Linked DNA regions of Pan troglodytes: region 2 is linked to region 1. Evidence: chromatin contacts called from public Hi-C data. All regions are on one chromosome and are shown on one strand. Each heading gives the region's core, a stretch centred on a gene start, on an enhancer-like site or on the middle of the called end of the contact. The rest is flanking DNA. Distances are from core to core; before and after follow the strand shown.

Region 1 (4,574 bases), core at 102-2,601:
CAGTCTGACACTGTGTCTTTTAAGTTAGACATTTAGACTATTTATACTCAAGGTTAGCATTGATATGTGTGATTTTTATCCTGTCATAGTGTTGCTAGCTGGTTGTTACGTAGACTTGATGCGTAGTTGCATTTTATAGTGCCTGTGGGCCGTATGCTTAGATGTGCTTTTGTGATAGCAAGTGTCCTTCTTTAGAATCCATATTTAACAGTCCCTTAAAAACTTCTTGTAAGACTGGTCTAGTTGAAACATATTCCCGCAATATTTGCCTGTCTGAAAAGGATTTTATTTCTCCCTCACTTATGAAACTTAGTAAGGCAGAATATTAAATTCTTGGTTGGGTTTTATTTTCTTAAAGGACACTGAAAATAGGCCCTCAATGTCTTCTGGCTGATAAAAGTTTCTGCTGAGAGGTCTTCTGCTAGCCTGATGGGGTTCCTTCTTTAGGTTACCTGAACCTTCCTCTCTAGCTACTTTTAAGATGTTTTCTTTTTCACTGGCCTTAGTGAATCTGATGACTATGTGTCTTGGGGATGGTTGCCTTGTATAGTATCTGGCTGGAGTTCTCTGTATTTCTTAGATTTTCATGTCAACCTCTCTAGCAAGATTAAGGAAATTGCTGTGGAATATATCCTCAAATATAATGCTCAAGTTGCTTATTCTCCCTTCTTCTCTCTCAGGAATGCCACTGAGTCACAGGTTTGTCTCTTTAGATGATCCTGTATTTCTCAGAGGTTTTGCTCATTTTTCTTAATTCTTCTGTCTTTATTTTTGTCTGACTTAGTTGATTTGAAGCATTAGCCTGAAGACTCTTTCCTCAGCTTGGCTATGTTGCAGTTAATACTTTCAAATGTATTATGAAATTATCATACCGAATTTTTCAGCTCAAGAAGCTCAGTTTGGATTTTTCTTAAAATGGGAGTTTCATCTTTCAGCTCTTGAATAGTTTTACTGTATTGTTTCACTATGTTAGATTGTTTCAAGTTTCTTCTTGATTTCAATGAGCTTCCTTGCCATCCAGATTCAGAGTTCCATGTCTGTTATTTCAGACAATTCAGACAAGTTAAGAACCATCACTGGGGAGCTAGTGGGCTCATTTGGAGGTAAGGGAACACTCTGGCTTTTTGAATTGCCAGAGTTATTTCACTGATCCTTTCCCACCTGGCAGGGCTGGTATTTCTTTAGTTGTGGTGTAAACTGAGAATTGCCCATTGCCTTCATTTTTGGAATTTCAGAAGACTAATGCTTTGTACAGATTCTTTGTTGTAGCGTTCTTGCTGTTTCCAATGAGAGAGAATTTTTGATGTAGTTTGGGCTGCGATCCAATAGATGGCACTTGAGAGCCATAGGCAGTTCCTAGCCACACAGTTCCTTTGTATATCTTCACATTTGCAGTTGTGTTCTGCAGTGCGATGGGGATAGAGGTGACACCCTCACCAGATCTGCTCAAAGGCCCCGGGGGAGCTACCCCTGATCACCAGCAATCTTCTCATGATTTTCTTTCCTGTTGCTTTTAGGTCTTTCAGGCCACAGGGCTCCCTTGGGGAGAAGTCCCTTAGAGAATCAGGCCACACCCCAACCGAGTGGAAGGAGGCACAGCCAGGTCCCACATCAGCCCATCAAACTGTGCAACCCAGCTCTTCCAGTTTTCTGAGAGTGTGACTCCTGCCCCTTTCAAATGCAGAGCACAGCTCGCAGCTCAGTACTTCTGAGCCACAGGCCATAGCTCTAAGGTACTAGGACCCTCTCACAGCTCCCTCCTCCGGGCGCTTGGAGTTGGGTTTTGGGTGCAGCCTGACATCTAAAGGACATCTACGTTGCTGGAAAGTATGTAGGTGGAGCAAAGCAACTGAGCTGGGAAGCAGAGGCTGCATTATATACAAACTTGTATGGAGTAGCCAGGCAGTGGCCCTAGGAGAGGCTGGCGGATAGGTGGGCCTGCAGGAAAGATAAGTCCCAGTCCCAGGGAGAAACTGGCCTGGCTTTCCCCATAGCCATAAGCTGGGGCCACAGCCTCTCAAAGGTAGATGGGCAGCCCTAGGGAATGGGTGCTTACAGCTGAGCTTTGCCAGAGCTGATCCACTCAAAGGTCCCCAGCTTTGTGCTTGCTGCAGCTCCAAGTCCATCTAATCTCCAGGGAGAATCCCCTGCCGGCTCACACATTCATGGGCTGTGGGGTCACTGCAGCTAGGATTCCAAAGGTTTGCAGCAAGAGTGAACAGTCCCCCAGTCCCTTCACTCATCCATACCCAGGCATCTTTTGGAGCAGTGAACCAGATGTAGCATTTAGATAACCACATAGGGTTCCTAGTCTCCTCTCTCATCAGCATCAGTGACTGTGTCTTCACCATCCACATTTGGCATTTTTTCCCCAAAGGTCTGTACAAATTATGTTGGTATGGCCAAAATCCTGGTTTCTCTCTGTGAGAGTGGCGCTTCCCAGTTGCATCTAGTTACTTATCTTAAACACATAACCACATTTTCTTTATCCAGTTGACCATTGATGTACACTTGGGTTAATTCCATGTCTTTACTATTATGAATAGTGCTGAGATAAACATATAAGTAAAGGTATCTTTTTTATGGAAAATTTATTTCCTTTGGGGTATGTAATCAGTAATAGGGTTGTTCAGTCAAATGATAATTCTATTTTTAGCTCTTCGAGAAATCTTCTGATATAGTTTGGATATGTATCCTCTCCAAATCTCATGTTGAAACGTGATCCTCAATTTTGGAGGTGGGGCCTACTGAGAGATATTTGGGTAATGAGGCTGGATCCCTCAGGAACAGCTTGGAGCCCTCCTGGAGGTAATGAGTGAGTTCTTGCTGAGTTCAAAGGAGATCTGGTTGTTTAAAAGAGTGTAACACTTCCCCATCAATCTTGCTTCCTCCTTTGCCATGTAACATGCTGACTCATTTCCCCTTCCCCTTATGCTATGATTGTAAGCTCCCTGAGGCAGATGCCAGCACCAAGCTTCCTTTACAGTCTACAGAACCATGAGCCAAAATAAAACTCTTTTCTTTACAAATTGCCTAGTCTCAGGTATTCTTTTATAGCAGGGGTCCCCAACCCCTGGGCCACAGACCAGTACAGATTTGTGGCCTGTTAGGGACCCTGCCACAGAGCAGTAGGTGAGTAACCAGCAAGCATTACCCCTGAGCTCCGCCTCCTGTCAGATCAGGGGCAGCCTTAGATTCTCATAGGACTGTGAACTCTATTGTGAGCTACACATGCAAAGTATCTACGTTATGTTCTTTATGACAATCTAACTAATGCCTGATGATCTGAGGTGGAACAGTTTCATCCCAAAACTATCTCCGCAACTCTGCCCTGTTCATGGAAAAATTGTGCCAAAAAGGTTAGGGACCACTGCTTTATAGCATCTCCAAATGGCTTCACACAGAGGCTGAAATAGTTTACATTCCTATCAACAGTGTATAAAGTGTATATTCCCTTTTCCCTGCAACCTCGCCTATGTATGTTATTTTTTGATGATGTTATTTTTGATGGTTATATTTTTAATAATAGCCATTCTGACTGGTGTGAGACGTTATCTTATTGTGGTTTTGATGTTTATCTCTCTAATGATTAGAGATGTCAAGCATTTTTTCATCTTTTTTTGGCCACATGTATGTCTTCTTTTAAGAATTGTCTGTTCATGCTCCTTGCTCACTTTTTAATGGGGTAATTTGTCTTTTATTGTTGATTTGTTTAAGTTTGATTTGTTTCATTTTATTGATTGTTTCCTTTGGTGTGCAGAAGCTTTTAAGTTTGATGTAGTGCCACTTACTTATTTTTGCTTTTGTTACCTGTGCGTTTGGTGTCATGTTCAAAAAAATCAGTGCCAAAACCAATGTTAAGAAGAGTCTTCCCTATTTTTTCTTATAGGAGGTTTACAGTTTCTATCCTTAAGTATTTAATCCACTTTGGGTTGATCTTTGTGTGTGGTGTAAGATGAGTCCTATTGCATTCTTTTGCATGTAGATATCCAGTATTTCCAACACAATTTATTGAAGAGGCCACCCTTTTCTCATTGTATATTCTTGGTGTCCATGTCAAAATTAGTTGACCTTATATGCATGGGTTATTTCTGGGCTCTCTATTCTACTCCATCAGTCTATGTGTCTGTTTTCATGCCAGGACCATACTTCTTTGGTTACTATAGTCTTATAGCATAATTTGAAATCAAGAAGTGTGTCTCCAAACTTGCTCTTTTTTTGTCAAGATCGTATTGGCTATTTGGGGATTTTTGTGGTTCCACACCAATTTTAGAATAGGTTTTTCTATTTCTGTAAAAAAAGTCATTGGAATTTTGATAGAGATGGCATTTAATCTGTAGATCTTTTTTGGTAGTATAGATATTTTAACAATATTAATTCTCCAATCCAGTACACTCTGCTTGCTGCAATTCAGACCATCTTCACGGCTCCTTCATGAATCATGTTTATCTAAAATAACCCAATAAATGTGCACTTGAAACCTGCCAACTGATTTTTTTATAAAGTACAACATGTTTAAATTCCCCTCAGGTAAACTATTGTCTTAAAAAATGCTCCTATAATATGAAAAAAGT
Region 2 (4,544 bases), core at 855-3,354, 170 kb after region 1:
CATTGTCCTCTAACGCCAGTCAATGTCATCTGAAACCTTCTCATTACTGTGTAAAAGCAGAATCCACGGACTTTTGCATCAAGCATTATACAGGAGCACTTTAGACGAGAAACCAAGAAGGCAAGAGGTGTGGCTGTAGAATCATATTTTGTCCCAGCCTGAATCACTCTGACTATAGAGGTCACTCATCTCCTGAACTACACACAAACATTAATACATTGTGGAATATCATTCCCAGTTCAGGTAAACTATTTGCTTTGAGTTTTCCACAGTCTTTAAAAGCCTCCCAACTACATGAAACAGAATTCTAGATTGTATTTAAATTGTCACATTGCCATCTTGTGGCTGCCATGGGTAAAAGAGGAAAACTGATCATTACTGTGGGGCCCTGAGGCCTTGCCCCTCTGCATGATGCTATCGCAACTGCCTGAGTTCTGTGAGGATAATAATGCTCTGTTACTCTCACAGGGACCTGATACAGTATTGAAGAACTTACGTATTATATAGGGAGTGTAATTGCTGTGCAGGAAAAAGCATCTAATAAGTATAAAATAAGTGAAAATTAAGTTGAAATCTGAAAAGGTCTTGATACAAAGCATTACACTGTACTCCAGAGATGGACCTATGAGGTCAAAATTTGTTCAGCGGCCTCTACTATTTTCTTTAACTCTGACATTTACAGAATGAATGCTTCCAATGGCATAACAGATTTCCAGACACCTGATTCAGGCAGTTACAGGTCCAGTTTAAAGCAGAGGTCCCTCTAGTGCAAATTCCCCCTGCTTGGCTGATTCTGAGAGCTCCACTAAGGCCTGCCTCAAGACAAATATAATTCCCATGCCCACTCTGCTGCCTTAAATTCCCAACCCTATTTTACTTTGAGTTATTATTTTCAAAAAACCTTTATCTGAAACATAAATGGCATGTTCTAGTATGGCTACATATAAACATCTAATTACATTTGCCTGTGGAATCATTAATTAATCAAAATTTGTAAACTTGCATATTGAGATCTAATAAGAAAAGTATAAATTTTGAAAAGTAGAAGTGGGTTGTTTTTCAATAATGTTCCAGGGCAGGACAATTTTCAAAAAGTAGATGATATAGCTGGGTGACAAAGGAAGAAGCTCCTGCTAAGTTGACTGGAGAGGTGGAACAGGGGTTAGGTAGTTACTCAGGAAGCCTGGAAGGAGGAAAGGGGGAAAAAAAGGCAGCCCAGGGCATTTAAAGAAAAATTACAAAATCTGGAACAGTGCATCTTAGTGTCTCAGTTTGAGACTACTTTGCAATTTCAGACCCATAACTGTCTCCCTATGCACTCTAAGGAAAGAGTGCAAGTGATAGAAAGCAAGTGGCAGTTCCCAAGAAGCTGCCACTGTGAAGAGAATGAGCAACCACAGGATGAAAAGGCTCAAAGACCTCCAGCTTATGTGGTAGAGCATCTCTGGAAGTGAACTCTCAAAAAACACAGCTTAACCATTACGCACGCATTATATTTATTTCCAAAACCCTATTCATCATGGAAGATTTTTACTGAGTAATAATCTCAAAGTAAAAAATAATTATTGCCACTCTTCAACTTACCCCAGCTATTGAGAGGTGACAGCATACTGGCAGCCCTCACAGACCTCGCTGGCTCTCGGTGCCTCCTTGGCCTCAGCGCCCATTCTGGCCGCGCTTGAGGAGCCCTTCAGCCCGCCGCTGCACCGTGGTAACCCTTCTCTGGGCTGGCCGAGGCCGCAGCCGGCTCCCTGGGCTTGTGGGGAAGTGTGGAGGGAAAGGCACGGGCGGGAACCGCGGCTTCTCAGGGCGCTTGCGGGCCAGCTAGAGTTCCGGGTGGGCGTGGGCTTGGCGGGCCCCGCACTGGGAACGCCTGCGGGCCCTGCGGCCCCGGGCAGTGAGGTGCTTAGCACCCGGGCCAGCAGCTGTGGAGTGTACGCCAGGTCCCCCAGCAGTGCCGGCCCACTGGCGCTGTGCTCTATTTCTCGCCGGGCCTTAGCTGCCTCCCCGCGAGGCAGGGCTGGGGACCTGCAGCCCGCCATGCCTGAGTCTCCCGGCAGCCCGCCGTGGGCTCCTGCGCGGCCTGAGCCTCTCCCGGAAGCACCGCCCCCTGCTCCACGGCGCCCGGTCCCATCCACCGCCCAAGGGCTGAGGAGTGCCAGCGCAAGGCGCGGGACTGGCGGGCAGCTCCACCTAAGGCCCCTGTGGGAGATCCACTGGGTGAGGCCGGCGGGGCTCCTGAGTCTAGTGGGGACTTGGAGAATCTGCATGTCTAGCTAAGGGATTGTGAATACACCAGTCAGCACTCTGTATCTAGCTCAAGGTTTGTAAACACACCAATCAACACCCTGTGTCTACCTCAGGGGGTTTGTGGATGCACCAATCGGCACTCTGTATCTAGCTAATCTGGTGGGGACTTGGAGAATCTTTATGTCTAGCTAAGGGATTGTGAATGCACCAATCGGCACTCTGTATCTAGCTCAAGGTTTGTAAATGCACCAATCAGCACTCTGTGTCTAGCTCAGAGTTTATAAATACACCAATTCGACACTCTGTATCTAGCTAATCTAGTGGGGAAGTGGAGAACTTTTGTGTCTAGCTCACGGATTGTAAATGCACCAATCAGCACCCTGTCAAAACGGACCAATCAACTCTCTGTAAAATGGACCAATCAGCAGGATGTGGGTGGGGCCAGATAAGAGAATAAAAGCAGGCTGCCTTAGCCAGCAGTGGCAACCCCCTGGGGTTCTCTTCCACACTGTGGAAGCTTTGTTCTTTCCCTCTTTGCAATGAATCTTGCTGCTGCTCACTCTCTGGGTCCACACTGCCTTTATAAGCTGTAACACTCACCGTGAAGGTCTGCAGCTTCACTCCTGAAGCCAGCAAGACCACAAACCCACCGGGAGGAACGAGCAACTCCAGACACGCCACCTTAAGAGCCATTAACACTCACCGAGAAGGTCTGCAGCTTCACTCCTGAGCCAGTGAGACCAAACCACCAGAAGGAAGAAACTCCAAACACATCCAAACATCAGAAGGAACAAACTCCGGACACGCTGCCTTTAAGAACTGTAACACTCGCCGCGAGGGTCCATGGCTTCATTCTTGAAGTCAGTGAGACCAAGAACCCACCAATTCCGGACACACTATCATCAAACGGTGGGAAACAAGTTAAATGGTTTATTAGGTTTAAAGTGCCATTTTCCATTTACCTTGAATCCCCATATTTCTTTTAATCTTAAAAATGTTATGTTGTCTTACTTGGTCTCCCATTGACTCTGGATTTGTAATTTTTTGTAAATAATAGACATGTATCTCCAACTCATTAAATTATTTCTACTCCTTGTATTTATTGTCTACTCTTAAGAGGTATGTATCAAAACCATCCTTTGTGGAACCTCACTATGCTTATATTTGTGAATGCTCACTTTAGAAGTTCGATCTTGGCCAGATACAGTGGCTCACACCTGTAATCCCAGCATTTTGGGAGGCCCAGGCAGGCAGATCACTTGAAGTCAGGAGTTCGAGACCAGCCTGGCCAACATGGTGAAAACCCATATCTACAAAAATTAGCTGGGCATGGTGGCAGATGCCTGTAATCCCAGCTACTCAGGAGGCTGAGGCAGGAGAGTCACTTGAACCCAGGAGGCAAAAGTTGCAGTGAGCTGAGAAGATTGCGCCACTGCACTCCAGCCTGGACGACAGAGCGAGACTCCAACTCAAAAAAAAAAAAAGAAGAAGAAGTTAGAAGTTAGAGCTGTCACTCCACCCCAAATATCTACCTACAGTTTGATCACTATGGTAACTGCCTGCCAGTGGTCAACAGATCACTAGAAGCATTTAGAAATGAAATTACAAAATTGACCTGCTCTTGAAGTAGAAGAAAATGATGAAATCATTTTAATAGAAATAGAGACTCCACTCATCTCAAATATCAATCCTCTGAAGAACATTAGTTTTAGGAAATTATTATAAAGCTAAAGATTATTACAGGAATTTCTGGCTTAAGAAAATTAAAAATAAACTTTTAACATTTTGGAACGTTGAAACACTTCAGTCTTAATTGACATCTTTATTTGGGTGCAGTAGTTTGTCAAAGAAACAAGCTCTGGAGAGTAAAGTGAGATCACTGGGTCTTGGAATATTTGTATTACTAAATTTACAAAATCTCGAGTTAAACTTAAGATTTCTGAATATTTCTACTAGTGTGTTTCAGAGGCCCCATCTTGAGCCCACCTTGTGTTGTTTGCTGAGAATCAAAGTTGACCAGGCAAGTCTGAAATCTGCAGAAGAAAATGAACAAGCAGATAGTTTTGTAGCCTGAGCTGATCTTTATGAGAAGTAGATACACAAAGTCTTAGCCTATTCCAGACTGGAATCTGAGCCAAGTGGTGAATGCGACTGAGGGCAAATATAATTTATGGCATATGAGCCTTGGTGCTAGTCTTTGCAGAAAATCAACGTTCTCTCCAGTTCGACTAAATACTCGGCATTGGACTGTAGCACTCACCACTCTGAATCTCAGTTTTTCAAGTGTCAGAATC

Evidence for each region. Hi-C and Micro-C count contacts between places; a contact is called where the count stands out from the background.
Region 2: a Hi-C map of induced pluripotent stem cells shows a contact between it and region 1, with 1.8 times the contacts expected there. The contact joins the promoter of LOC129144001 here to the enhancer-like site in region 1. A contact is called at or near these places in 3 of 7 Hi-C or Micro-C datasets (induced pluripotent stem cells and stem cell-derived neural progenitor cells).

Annotation. Positions count from the first base shown.
Region 1 is chr4:99,718,115-99,722,688 of NHGRI_mPanTro3-v2.0_pri, forward strand. All of the region lies in intron 2 of LOC129144001 (putative inactive deoxyuridine 5'-triphosphate nucleotidohydrolase-like protein FLJ16323), which reads right to left. Among named protein-coding and RNA genes, the nearest start is that of SLCO4C1, 300 kb to the right of the region's middle. Within about 2 kb of position 1,352, at least 2 of the 24 cell types and tissues checked have an H3K27ac peak or open chromatin away from gene starts, as enhancers often do. A contact at or near this core is called in induced pluripotent stem cells, where this site is marked.
Region 2 is chr4:99,884,188-99,888,731 of NHGRI_mPanTro3-v2.0_pri, forward strand. It overlaps LOC129144001 (putative inactive deoxyuridine 5'-triphosphate nucleotidohydrolase-like protein FLJ16323), which reads right to left and starts at 2,105. Exons shown (of 5, transcript XM_063811434.1): 1 at 1,585-2,105. The coding sequence starts at 2,042. The coding sequence ends at 1,590.